Regions from separate parts of the Sus scrofa genome. Here region 1 is linked to region 2. A link is a contact called in public HiChIP or PLAC-seq data. All regions are on one chromosome and are shown on one strand. The core of a region is the stretch at or near the end of the contact, and the rest is flanking DNA. Distances in the headings are between cores, read along the strand shown.

Region 1 (6,206 bases), core at 2,607-5,106, 46 kb after region 2:
CCATTGCCTGGAAGGGTCCTCCTTCTCCTGATGCCCCTTCACCTGGATAACTCCTCTTGCTCCTGGCATCACTCCTCCCACCTGCTGCACCCTCTCCTGGGCCCTGCAGGTGAGCCAGGGCCTCTCCTGGTTACTCGCTACCAACTGCCCACAGCTGGGTGGTGAGTGCCCTCCACCTCCACCCCAGGCTGGGAACTTCACAAAGGCAGGCCAGGTGCCTCTTGTGCCGCTGTGGCCATGCCAGCCTGCCTAAAGAAGGTGCTCTGGAAAGGTTTGTTGAATGAGTTCCATTTCTCCCCACACCATCCTCTAGCTGGAGATCAACGATGTGACCAGGGCCTGGGGGCTGGAGGTGGACCGCGTGGAGCTGGCAGTGGAGGCCGTGCTCCAGCCACCCCAGGACAGCCCGACTGGGCCCAGCCTGGACAGCACCCTTCAGCAGCTGGCCCTCCACTTCCTGGGAGGAGGCCTGTCTTCAGTGGCAGGAGGTGCCCCTCTCCTGGGTACAGGTGAGGAGCCCCAGGGAAAGGTGGGGGTGCTCACCAGGGTGCTCAGCTTGGTGTCCGGCACAGGCTACCTGTTCCCTTCACTAAGCACCTCGGGCAGTGCACATCCTGCCCAGCTCTTCAGGCCTCCCCAGTTTTGGAGCTGACCAGAGGTAAGGCAGGGAGAAGGGTCCAGGCCCCTGAGGGTGTGGAGGCCTTTGGGAGCCTCTCTGTGGGAAGAAGCAACAGCATCCAGAAAAGAGTTTTGAATTCAAGGCTGGGGTAGTTTAGAAATGGGATTTGGAGTTATGGAACTCGGGCAGCTTCTTAGTGGAAGAGGAATTTGAACACAGGAGGAAGAGTTTTGAAGGTACAGAGGCCACAGTGAGCCTGACCTTGGCAGCCTGTTGATCTCCTTCTCTCTGCCTCCCTCCCTCCCCAATCCTGTCGGCCACCCCCAGCAGATACCTTGGAGATGGTGAGTGAGGTTGAGCCGCCTGCCTCTCACGCTGGTGCCGGGTCCAGCCCCAAACAGCCTGTGGCCGAGGGGCTGCTGATGGCCCTGAAACCCTTCCTGTCTGAGGCCCTGGTCAGCCAGGTTGGGGCCTGCTACCAGTTCAATGTCATCCTTCCCGGTGGCACCCAGAGCATCTACTTCCTGGACCTCACTACAGGTGCAGCTGCCCCCTCACCCCCACTCCCGCTTCTGCCCGGACTGCTCATAGCCCCCGCCCCCATGGTCCTTTTTCAGACTGAGCCCTGCTCCTACGAGCAGTTCAGGGTGAACCCATAGTGGTCAGGGGCCCTGACACTCTTTGGTGACAGTGACTATCCAGGCCTTGGTCTCCCTGCCCTGTCCTTGGCAACAGGACAGCCCAGATGAGATGGCTGAGCTTCCTGTACCAAGCCCTGCCCATGTTGCAGACCTGCTCATGCCAGACTGTGCTGAGCGCATTTCGTGCATTATCTCACCTACTTCTCCCCATGCGCCTGGGATGTAAGGATTATCGTCATCCCCATTTCACCAGTTTGGAAACTGAGTGGTCACACAGCCAATAGGACTTGAACCCAGGGCATTAGAACCTGAACTCTTAACCACTATTTTCCACCCTTCCCAGTGGGACACGCCCCCATCTACCCCCGTGCAGCATAGCTGTCCCCCTACTAATGCTCAGTTTTCTTTCCCCCCACAGGGCAAGGGAGGGTGGGACACGGGGCACCTGACGGCATCCCTGACGTGGTGGTGGAGATGTCCGAGGAGGACCTGCAGGCCCTGTTGTGCAGGGAGCTGCGGCCCCTCGGGGCCTACATGAGTGGGCGGCTGAAGGTAAAGGGCGACCTGTCTGTGGCCATGAAGCTGGAGGCTGTCCTCAGGGCCTTGAAGTAGCAGGCTTGGCTGACTGGCCACAGCCCAGCCCCGAGCCTAGCACCAAGCCAGGGGGGCGTCTTGGAGGAGGATGCATTGGCATTGCACCTTGGATTATTGACAAGTTTCAGGCCCAGCAGGAGCCAAGGAGTGGAGCTGGGAGACACAGGAGACTGGGAGAGGTCGGGTCAGGCAGCCCTGCCCCTCTTACCCACTTGGTTCTTTGGACAAGCCTTTGCTGATCCTGGTCCCCTGCCAAGTGCCCAGCGTAAACTGGGCACACAACACCATGACAGGAGAGCCAGGCCTGCTCGGGCCTGCTGGCCACCTGACTGGAGAGATAGGGGTGACAGAAACAGCCTGACAGCAGCTGGTTTGGTCTCAATGTGAGGGAGCAATGCATGTGGCTCGGGCCCCTGGCTCCAGAGCAGGGGTTGGAGAGGCTGGGGGAGGGGGAGGGAGAGGGGAGGTGGCCACCCAGAGGAGGTCCCTGCAGTGGCAGGGAGCTGGGGACCAGACTGGCCCACCTTGCTGATTGCAGACTAGCCCCAGGCTAGCCCAAGGGATGAGGGGGACAAGAAAGAGTGGGGCCTGCGCCTCCTGGCCCTGCTCCTGAAGATGCCTTGTCTCATCTCCAGCTCTTGTCTTGCATGCCTTAGGGGCCAGGGCCCAGGGCAGCATGCAGGAGAGCCCTGCCCTTTTCTGTGCTTCCTCCCAGAGGTTTGAAACCCTCAAATAAATATGGTGTTTACAATGTATTGGAGAGAATGTAACGGTAATGGGGGTGGGTAGGAGGGTCCCCGAGGTGATACCTCTGCTGCTAGACCAGGGCCCAGGCTCTAAAGGGTGACACAAGCCCTGACAGTGCTCTCAAATCACCCACAGCTCTCCTTCCTGTCAAGGGTCTCAGAGCCCCTGGGGCTGGAGCAGGGCTCTCTGTTCCTCTTTTGCCAGGAAAGAGGGCGTGTGGGTGTGCCAGAGCTGGTTCAGCAAACATGACATAATGAGAGGCAGGGTTGGGGGGCTCCTGTCACCTAATACCCCTGTTTTGCCACTGTTCTGGCCCAAACCCCAGGGACCCCCCCAAAAGGGGGTGCCTAAGATGTGTGGGGTTCTAAGAAATGACTCTCACTTCCTGGAGAGGCTTGTGAAAAAAAAAAAAAACTCCCACAGAAATCTGAGCCTCCTCTTTGAGGAACAGCCTCTAGCTTTTCCTTGGGCACCAGGCCTTCCCCCTCCACCCTGTCCAGCCACCTTGGCACCGGCCTGCATCCACACTGCCCTTTTGCGCCTGCCCCTGGTAGGACTTCTCAGGGTAGACCAAACACCCTTGGGTTCAGGTTTCAGCCCCAGGGCCCCTCCCTGGAGGGCCAGAGCCCCAGGCTGCTGGTCCTCTCTCTACTCCCCTGGAGGCCACCCAGCCAGGGCTGCCTGTTCAAAAGCCTTCCCCCCAACCCCTGCTAGCCATATTCCTGCCACCCTTGAGCCTGAGTGAGGCATGGTCTTTCTCTCGCCTGGGCTCCCCATTTGTGCTGGGACTGCCGTCGTGCCCTTTCCTCACTGTCTGTGACATAGTTCTTTGCATCAGTGCCCACCCTCCCTGCTGGACCTTGAGCTGCGTGCCTGAGCCCTTCACCTCTGTTCCCTTCATGCTACTGCACACCATGCCCCAAGGGCCTTGTGACACTTTACGGGAAACTGAAACTCAGATTTTTCTTTTCTCTTTGGTGGGTGTCAGAGGATCAGCATAACCAGGGGAAACTGAAACTCATCTAGATGTGTGGGTGGAGAGTTGGGGCTGCTGCCAGCTGTTAATATCTGCATCCTGTTGAGGAGAACTCATTCGTTGGTGAGGCCAGCCCTCCAGGGAAGGGAGCCCACAGGTTCAAGGCCTCAAGCCTTTGCAGGACTGAGCAGACCTTTCAGTCCCCAGGAGGGGACGAGGGGGACCTGAAGGGACTAGGGCATGGGGAGGGAGGGAGAGGATGTACATCAGAGAAGGCTTCCTGAGGAGGTGATGCTTGAGACGGAAAGAAGGGAAATGGGAGAAAGACTTTGTGCAGAGGGGAAAGGCCTCCTGAGGTCACAGAGGAGAAGGCAGCTGGGCCCTTCCACTTTGGGCACCTGGAACCCAAAGGCTGAGGGGGGGGTGTGTGCAGGGACTTGGGGCGGGGGGTGGATAAAAGCAGTGACTGTTACTGTATGCTAAGTATGGCCCCTGTACTGCACTGGGCACTTCCTGTATATTTTTTCCTCCAGATAACCTGGTGGATAATGATACTTAAAATAGCTATATTATGCTATATTGATATAAAATGTATTGTTCTGATGTTATTTTAAAAATAAGTATTTTGGGAGTTCCCTTCGTGGTGCAGTGGTTAACGAATCCGACTAGGAACCATGAGGTTGCGGGTTCAGTCCCTGCCCTTGCTCAGTGGGTTAACGATCCGGCGTTGCGTGAGCTGTGGTGTAGGTTGCAGACGCGGCTCGGATCCCGCGTTGCTGTGGCTCTGGCGTAGGCCAGTGGCTACAGCTCTGATTCAACCCCTAGCCTGGGAACCTCCATATGCTGCGGGAGCGGCCCAAGAAATAGCAACAACAACAACAACAAAAAGACAGAAGACAAAAAAAAAAAATAATAATAATAAGTATTTTGTTTCGAATAGCTGGCACAGTCACAAGGCTGAAATCTTTTGGAAGATTGAAAAGGCATGCTATGAAAATTGTCCCTCATACTCCTAATCCATCCACATATTTTCCATACCTTCCTCCAGACAGGTATCCCCTGGTATTAGTTTCTTGGTTATTCTTTCAGAAGGTGGGTTTTTTAAAACAATGTTTTATTATATAGTTGATTTACAGTGTTCTGCCAACTTATGCTGTACAGCAGAGCGACCCAGTAGAGTTTTTTTTTAAAATACATTTATAAGAAAATCCATATATATTATTCTCTGTGAGTTTCGTGTGTGTGTGTGTGTGTGTGCATGCGTGCACGCTTTTTAGGACTGCATGCATAGCATGTGGAGGTCCCCAGGCTAGGGTTGAATTGGAGCTACAGCTGCCGGCCTAAGCCACAGCCACAGCAATGCCAGATCTGAGCTGCATCTGTGACCTACACCACAGTTCATGGCAACGCCGGATCTTTAACCCAGTAAGTGAGGCCATGGGTCAAACTCGCAACTGATGGTTCCTCAACCAATCCAACCTCATGGTTCAGATTTGTTTCTGCTGTGCCAGGACAGGAACTCCTGGGTTTTGTCTTTTTTTTAAAACACAAATGACGTAGCAGGCATGATGTTGATTTGTTACTTAACTTGAGGATCTTTCCATATTAGCACACCTAGACTTTCCCTGTTCAGTTTTGTAGTTACATAGGATTTCATGGTATGGATGTTTCATAATTTATTTAACTTGGTTTACATTGATGGACATTTTGATTTTTTTTTGTGTTTTGCTATTTCAAACAAATGTTGCAATAATAACCTTTCACATATGATATTTCACCTGTGGTTGAAGTTCATCTGTGGGATTAAAAAGTCCTAGAAGGGAAATTGCCAGGTCAAAGTATTTATAATTTAAAAAATATTTCCCAATGCCTTCTTTGCAGGATATTCCAATTTACATTCCCATCATCAGTGATTGAGAGTCAGTTTTTCCTCATAGCCATGCCAACACAGTGTGTTATTAAACTTTTGGATTTTTTTTTTTGTCTGTTTTTGCTATTTCTTTGGGCCGCTCTCGCGGCATATGGAGGTTCCCAGGCTAGGGGTCGAATCGGAGCCGTAGCCACTGGCCTACGCCAGAGCCACAGCAACACGGGATCCGAGCCGCTTCTGCAACCTACACCACAGCTCACGGCAACGCCGGATCGTTAACCCACTGAGCAAGGGCAGGGACCGAACCCGCAACCTCACGGTTCCTAGTTGGATTCGTTAACCACTGCGCCACGACAGGAACTCCCAGTAATTTTTTTTTTTTTTTTTTTAATGAGAGTTGCAGTGTTTATTTTAGGTTCTCTTGTGGGGGGGGGGATTGTATTTTTTATTTCTTTTTTTGTCACACAGGCAGTATGTGGGGATTCCTGGGGCAGGGATCGAACCTACACCACACAGCAGCAACCAGAGCCACAGCGGTGAGAACGCAGGAGCCTCAACCCATCAGATGAGTTAGGCCACCTCAGATGAGCTAGGCTATCAGAGAACTCCCTTGGTGTAATTTTTTAAAATCTCCATTGTTTATTGCTTTTTAAGACTTGGATTTTCAGTCCCAGCAGAAGCACAGGGTTTTTCCTGTCTTCCTCCAGCATTTACTTTTTTTTTTAAAGTATAATAAGATAAAATGCACCCATTTTAAAT
Region 2 (5,997 bases), core at 517-3,016:
CAAGTGTGGTATCTTAGCAAGCTGGGATTTTACAACCCTCACACACTGGCAGGCTAGACTGAAGGCCAATGAGAGGGGAGGGCATAGGAGCCTGGAGCACCCTGCCAACGTCACACCGTCCCCTCCCTCTAAGGGACTGTGGGAGAACCAGGGTTCTGGAAGGGGGCACAGAATGTGGGTGAGAGATGCACTTAATTAGCGGTATCTAATTTGTTTTCTTAAAAAAATTTTTTTTTCAGTAAGCATCCCACTCCTGTAATTGTTAATTTTAAAACCTGTGTCTGAAAACCACGTCCACTAAAGCAGGGAGTGTCTGGCTCTCTCTGGTCGCAAAGGTGAGCAGCTGCTTCTCATCATTTAATTCTTTGTGATCTGAAATGTGCTGCTCCTTCCTGAATTGGTCACCCTGAGACATCACCTAGTGGCCTTGCTGACCGCGGAGGACTAGACCCCCCCCACCCCACCTGCCACACATACACCCAAATGCTGTCATTTTCAGTGCCTCCCCCTAACACTCAGGAAGTTTGGGGAGAGCAGTGGCCTTCCCATCCTTCTCTCGCTCTTTCCTTCCTGGTCTTGTCTCCACCCAGTGTCAGTTTTGCTTTAATTTTATCAAGATTATGGGATGAAAGAAGTGCCCAGATTTCAGAGGAATTTAGAACATGGAAAGAAAGACAAGACTCAACAGGTGACTGGCTGGGAGAAATAACAAAAAAGGGGGAGGTGGGCCTGGGCCGCTCTGGGGCCTCAGCCTCTGTGACCGCACAGATGGTGATTTGCTGAGAGGAGAGGAAGGGAGTCTGAGGATTCTGTGGGGTATCTGAGTGCAGATGTTGGCAGGCCAGCGGCTCTACTGGCCTGGCGGGCAGGAGCCTGTAGTGGCTGTGGATGCAGCCGAGGGCAGGGTCAGCGTGCACAGACTAAAAAGAGAGCCTAGAACCTAAGCTGGAAAAACAACACTGAAAAGGACAGAGAGACCTGAAAGGGTAGTGAGGAGGAGCAGCCAAAGCTGCAGGGGAACCTCCTGAGCCCAAGAAAAGCAGAGTCTTTCGGGGGGATTTAGGACTAAAGGTGACCAGTGGACCTGGAGCATGGAGGTCACCCTGGTGCTGGTGGCAGGGCTCAGGCATGGTGGGGAGGGAGCGCCTGGGGTGGGTGGGGAGTGAAGGCTGAAGGGGAATGCAGGGAGGGGGATGGGGGTGGGGGCAAGATGGGCAAGGCTTTCTTCAGGTAGCTCTGGGAGAGTGTTTGAAGATGCAGATGAGGATGGGAGATGGATCGAGGCTCCCAGGGAGGTGGGAGGGCTGGGGCCCCGAAGAAGGGGAGTGAGTCCCAGAGTTGGGTGGCCCTCTCCACCATCCTACCAGGAGGGACGGAGGAAGGACGTGATGGGGTCAATCTGCCATCAGTGACGCAAGATGTGGGCTGCTCCCATGCCACCTGTCCCATCTGTTCTCCTAGGGCAGAAGGTTCAGTCACCTGCTGAAAGCTAGGGTGGGGACGAGGGAGCAGGGCTAGGGGAGTGGCAGCTCACAAGTAGCTGTGGGGGTGGGGGGCCGGGTGAGCGCTGAGGCTGGAGTGCCAGGGAGCCCTGGAGACAGACAGTCCCTGCAGCTTTCACTTGCCTGGACTTCTCACCAACAGAAGTTGGCCTCCAGGTGGCAGAGCTGAGCAGGAACGCCACTCTGAATCCTTCCAGGGCTGTCTTTGGAGGACAGCCTACCGGAGGCCAAGGTGGGCAGGGCTCCGGAGATCCTGGTGAAAGATTGGCTTAAACACTGGACTTTGCTGGCTGGTGGGAGGGAAGTTAAGGGCAGAGGGAGCCGGAAGGGAGAGCAGAGGCCTGAGAGACAACTGAGAGCTCAAGGACCAGGAGGCTGTGGTCAGAGTGTGAGTGGGCTGGTTTAGAGATTCCCAGTTCTCGGTAAGGGTGAGGTCCAGAGAGAAAAGGGGGATGTGGCTGCAGGGGAATGGGGTGGGGATCCCTGAAAGGTCGAGGTGAGGCCAGAGTGGGGGATGCTGAAGTCACCCAGGAAGAAGGGTGCACCTGGGTGGGGAGAGGAAACGTAGGAGGCAGGAGATGCCTGGGGGGAAGCGAGAGGATGACCAAGATGAGCTGGGGGAAGTGGGGTTCACCTAGAGAGCTGGAACCACAAAGGCAGAGGGGATCTTGCCAGAAGGTGGGACGGAAACAGTCCAGGAGGCAGAGGGCCTGAACCCCACCTCCCACCTCTGATGCTCACAGAGTGTGGGGGAAAGAGGGACACAGTAGCCCCCCAGGTGAGCCAGGTTTCAGTGCGGGCAGGAGACAAAGGAAGAGCTAAGCCCAGCAGGGAATCTGATGGTCATGGAAGAAGGGTTTGCAAGGGTGATGGTTCAATAGGTATTTATTGAGTAGCCACACCTGCCAGGGCCTGGGAGCAGCAGAGTCCTTGCACTTGTGGGCTCACATCCCGGCAGAGGCCCAGAGGGAAGGCTTGGGGTGGGGGAATGGGGCAGTGGGAGGTGCAAAGGGGGAGAGAAGCTTTCTTGTTTGGGGAAAAGAGGCTGGAGGATGTAGAGAGCAATGGCCCCATCAGTCATGGCCCCCTGGCTGGGAAGGACTTGGTCTCTTTGCCCTGAGGTCCACGTAGCTCTTCATTCCCTGACAAGATGCAGTGCGCGCCTACTGTGTGCAGGGCCGGGCGGCGGGGTGGGTGCTGGCCACAAGGTTACAAGAGGAAGGTGCTCAGGGTTAGGGCTGTGGAGTAGGAGGGCACGTGGGGCTCTTAGAGGCTTGTCTGCGGGGTGCTCATGCTGGTGGGAGGTCTCTCTGGAGGATGGGGTGGTGGAAATGCATCTGGAGGGCCTTCCAGTGGGACCTGGACTTGGAGATTCTCCATGGGGGCCCTGCCAGAATCCCCAGGGGAGATTCTTGCCCCAAGAGTCAGGGGTGCTCCTCTGCCTCCCCCCAGGTGCCCCCTGGCAGAGGCATCAAGCTGGGGAGGCACAGAGGAGAGAGGAAGGGCAAAGAAGCTGTGGAGCCACTGGGCCACATGCGGGGAGCCCCGGAGGGAGCGGCCGCGGGATCGAGCTACCCCTCGCACCCGGAAGGGTTGGCCGTTAACCCTTTGGAGGTGGGTGGGACACTCCTGGGGATTGGCAGGATGGCTGGGAGGCGTGGTGGTGGCAGGAGTGGTGGCTTGGACCATGGCAGGAGGACAAGTCAATGTGATGCCACGACACACTTTGAGGGGCAGACGCAGGATGTGGCGAAGGCGTGGGATTCTCAGTGCTCCGCGTGACAGGAGGCGGACACCCGGGGGGCTGGCAGCTTGTTCCTGGAGACCGGTGGGCTGGCTGGGACACTCAGCGTTGGGGTTGGCGGCTTGCTCCGGATGGTCGGGAGGCCGAGCTTGGAAGCGGCATGTACCACGGGGCGGACGGAAGGCCCGGCAGGGGCGGGACGCATGGCGAGCTCTTGGCGAGGGGTGGGTTGGCGAGGAGGAAGGTGCGTTGATCTCCATGGGCTCCGCACACTTTCCAACACAGAACCTCAGACTGAGGGTTGGGAGGGACCTCGGGGGCCCCCCAGTCCAACCTTCCACTCTACTCCAATCCCTTGTTCCCCTGGACAGGTGACAGCCCAGCCTCCACTAACAAACCTCGAGGGTCACAACCCATAGGGCCACGTGTTCCACTGTGGGATAGCTTTAAAGAAGTTCTTCTCACATGGAGTCACGGCTTGCTTGTTTGGGCCCTGCACGGTGCGCCCTCACAGCCCTGCACTGGCTGCCACTGGCCGTGGCCAGCCAGGGACTTGGTTCTTGTCCACCCTCCTCACTGAGGACTTAAGAGGCCAGAAAATGCATAAGGAAGCTCCAGACAAGGGTAGCCCCGAAAAAAGACAGGGCTCTGGAAGGAAGCCCTCTCTCAGCTTTTCGGAAGAGTGCATGTGATTACTGAAGGCTCCTGCCCTGGTATGGAGGGTGGGCTCGGGGATCCAGACCCACAGCTGGCGCTTGGAGACTAGCCTCTGGACAGCTCAGGACTCACTGCCTTGCTGGCAAATTCCCCAGGCGCAAGGCGAGTCTGAGAGTCACCTGCTGTGGCTGTGCCCCCTGGGACCTGGAATGAAGGGAGGCAGGAGTCCTGGGCCAACCTTCTGAGCCACTCACCGAGTTTTCAGCATCTGAGTCTTCTGAGCTGCTGATCACCACGACGCGCTCCTCTGAAACGGGGCGGGGGAGACAACGTTAGGTCCTGCCAGGGACGCTCGTGGATGGGGCCCCGGGTGTTGTCCCGTGGGAATCCTTGCTGGCCAGCGGGCTGGGTTGGTGACGCGTGCCCTGCAAGGGGGGGATGTGAACATTCACCACGGGTGCCAGTGTGGATCTGCTTGTGCAGAGGGCTTATTCAAAGCTGCTTTCCAGCATGCCTGCTGTGTCCTGTCTGTGAACACTTAATTCAGCTGTTGGCCCTGGATTCAGAATTTACGACCTGCAGAGGGGCTGTGACAAGCACCCCCTCGTTTGGAACCTTTTGCCAACCTGGAGCAGGACACTGATTTGTTCCAATTCTCAGCCCCCTGAGCTGAGATGTTTGAAATAAAAGAGACTTTATCTAGCTGACTCAAAACCCTCTGACTACCAATAGCACCTGTGAGCAAGGATTATCAGTCGGGGCAGAGTGTGTGACCAGGGACAGGGCTCAGTGTGGGACCCAGAGTGAAAACAAAGCAGGATGCTGGGTCAAACAGATCCAGCAAGAACTGTCTTGAACATTCCAGAATTCCATGTGTTGACCTCAACTCATGTGAAAAGACTCCCCATCTAGCAGTGGTTATAAAGAGTCTCTTGGACAAACAAGGCACCTTTGGCAGGTGGCCTCTGCAGAAAAATTGGGAAACTGAAGGGTGTGGCCTTTACCCAAGTCCTCTCTGCGTAGGTGCTAGGCGCCCGCCAACACACGTTTCTGGGAGAGACCCCATTCTGTGCAGAGACGCGATGCTGGGTTCTGTACAAGGGGGCTGGGGGAAGGAGCTGGGGCCTTGAGCCCCTCATGCCCCCGCAACACTGGCATCCCAGCAAAGCACAGGGTACACTGTCCACTCTCACCCCACAAACCCTGGGCTTTCCCGTCACCTTTTGGTGGCAGCTGAGGGCAGGACACGCAGGGAATGTTGTTAGCTTTGGGCTCCCTGGGTGGGGTCAGGATGCAGAAGAGGGAATCCCACCCGGACCCCAAAGGACAGCGTGCAGGCCTCAGCCTCTGCTGCCACCCACCTCCCTACCTGCCTCCCCGGGGTTGTTGCCAGTCACGTGGTTGCTGTCAGGCCAGAAGAGCTCATTTCCTTTGGTGGGGCTCTTGGGGCTGAGGGGCCCGTCCAGGTGGGGTGGTGAGACTGCCTTAGAGGTGCTGGGCCTGGGCTGCTCGGGGGAGTTCCGAGCCCTCTCCTCCTCCACTTCTGACTCCATCTTGATGACCTTCCTGGGGGCCTCAGTTTGGCAGGACTTCCTCTTCTGTGGTGTGGCTGTGCTGGAGCTCTCCTGTACAGAGGGGAGCCACAGGCAGGGTCAGGAGCCACTGGGGCAGTGGGCAGAGACCCAGACCTGGGTGGCAGGGACTTGTGCCCTTTGCTCCTGCTGGTCCCCCTACTTTCTGCCATGGAGATCGTGCCTCTCTCTGTACCGTATGCCCTCCCAGGTCACCATGAGCACTGGCTCCACTGGTGACCACTGACCATGGCTGGCCTCTGACTACCTCCTGGGAGTGGCTCATGCTTGGAGGGGAGCCTCCTGACAGGACAACCCAGGGTGAGGAGAGTCTGGATCCTCACTCCACTCCACCTCCTACAGCCTGCTGGGATCTGGGCCCTCAGGGATCAGGGGCGACGGGGGAGGCTGGGAGAACCTTACCTCTCTGCACGAGGGGTCTTTGATGGAGTAGGCATACACTGGCACAGGGTGTGCCCCCGGCACCGGCTGGACTACAGCCAATTCCGGGGTCTGCCCTTGG

Evidence for each region. HiChIP or PLAC-seq counts read pairs in DNA pulled down with a chosen protein or histone mark.
Region 1: a contact with region 2 is called in an H3K27ac HiChIP or PLAC-seq map of alveolar macrophages. The contact joins two enhancer-like sites. A contact is called at or near these places in 2 of 5 promoter capture datasets (liver and skeletal muscle), 28 of 47 Hi-C or Micro-C datasets (adipose tissue, alveolar macrophages, blood and 14 more) and 2 of 2 datasets of contacts at active chromatin or transcription factors (alveolar macrophages and skeletal muscle).

Annotation. Positions count from the first base shown.
Region 1 is chr7:59,458,600-59,464,805 of Sscrofa11.1, forward strand. It overlaps STOML1 (stomatin-like protein 1), which reads left to right. Exons shown (of 8, transcript XM_021099072.1): 6 at 314-509; 7 at 947-1,159; 8 at 1,679-2,609. The coding sequence ends at 1,872. Among named protein-coding and RNA genes, the nearest start is that of PML, 12 kb to the left of the region's middle. Within about 2 kb of position 3,857, at least 40 of the 83 cell types and tissues checked have an H3K27ac peak or open chromatin away from gene starts, as enhancers often do. A contact at or near this core is called in adipose tissue and alveolar macrophages, where this site is marked.
Region 2 is chr7:59,414,920-59,420,916 of Sscrofa11.1, forward strand. It overlaps PML (protein PML), which reads right to left. Exons shown (of 10, transcript XM_001925572.5): 6 at 5,898-5,997; 7 at 5,273-5,528; 8 at 4,158-4,210. LOC102164231 (a long non-coding RNA gene) reads left to right here. Exons shown (of 3, transcript XR_002345833.1): 1 at 1-1,924. Among named protein-coding and RNA genes, the nearest start is that of ISLR2, 25 kb to the left of the region's middle. Within about 2 kb of position 1,767, at least 33 of the 83 cell types and tissues checked have an H3K27ac peak or open chromatin away from gene starts, as enhancers often do. A contact at or near this core is called in adipose tissue and alveolar macrophages, where this site is marked.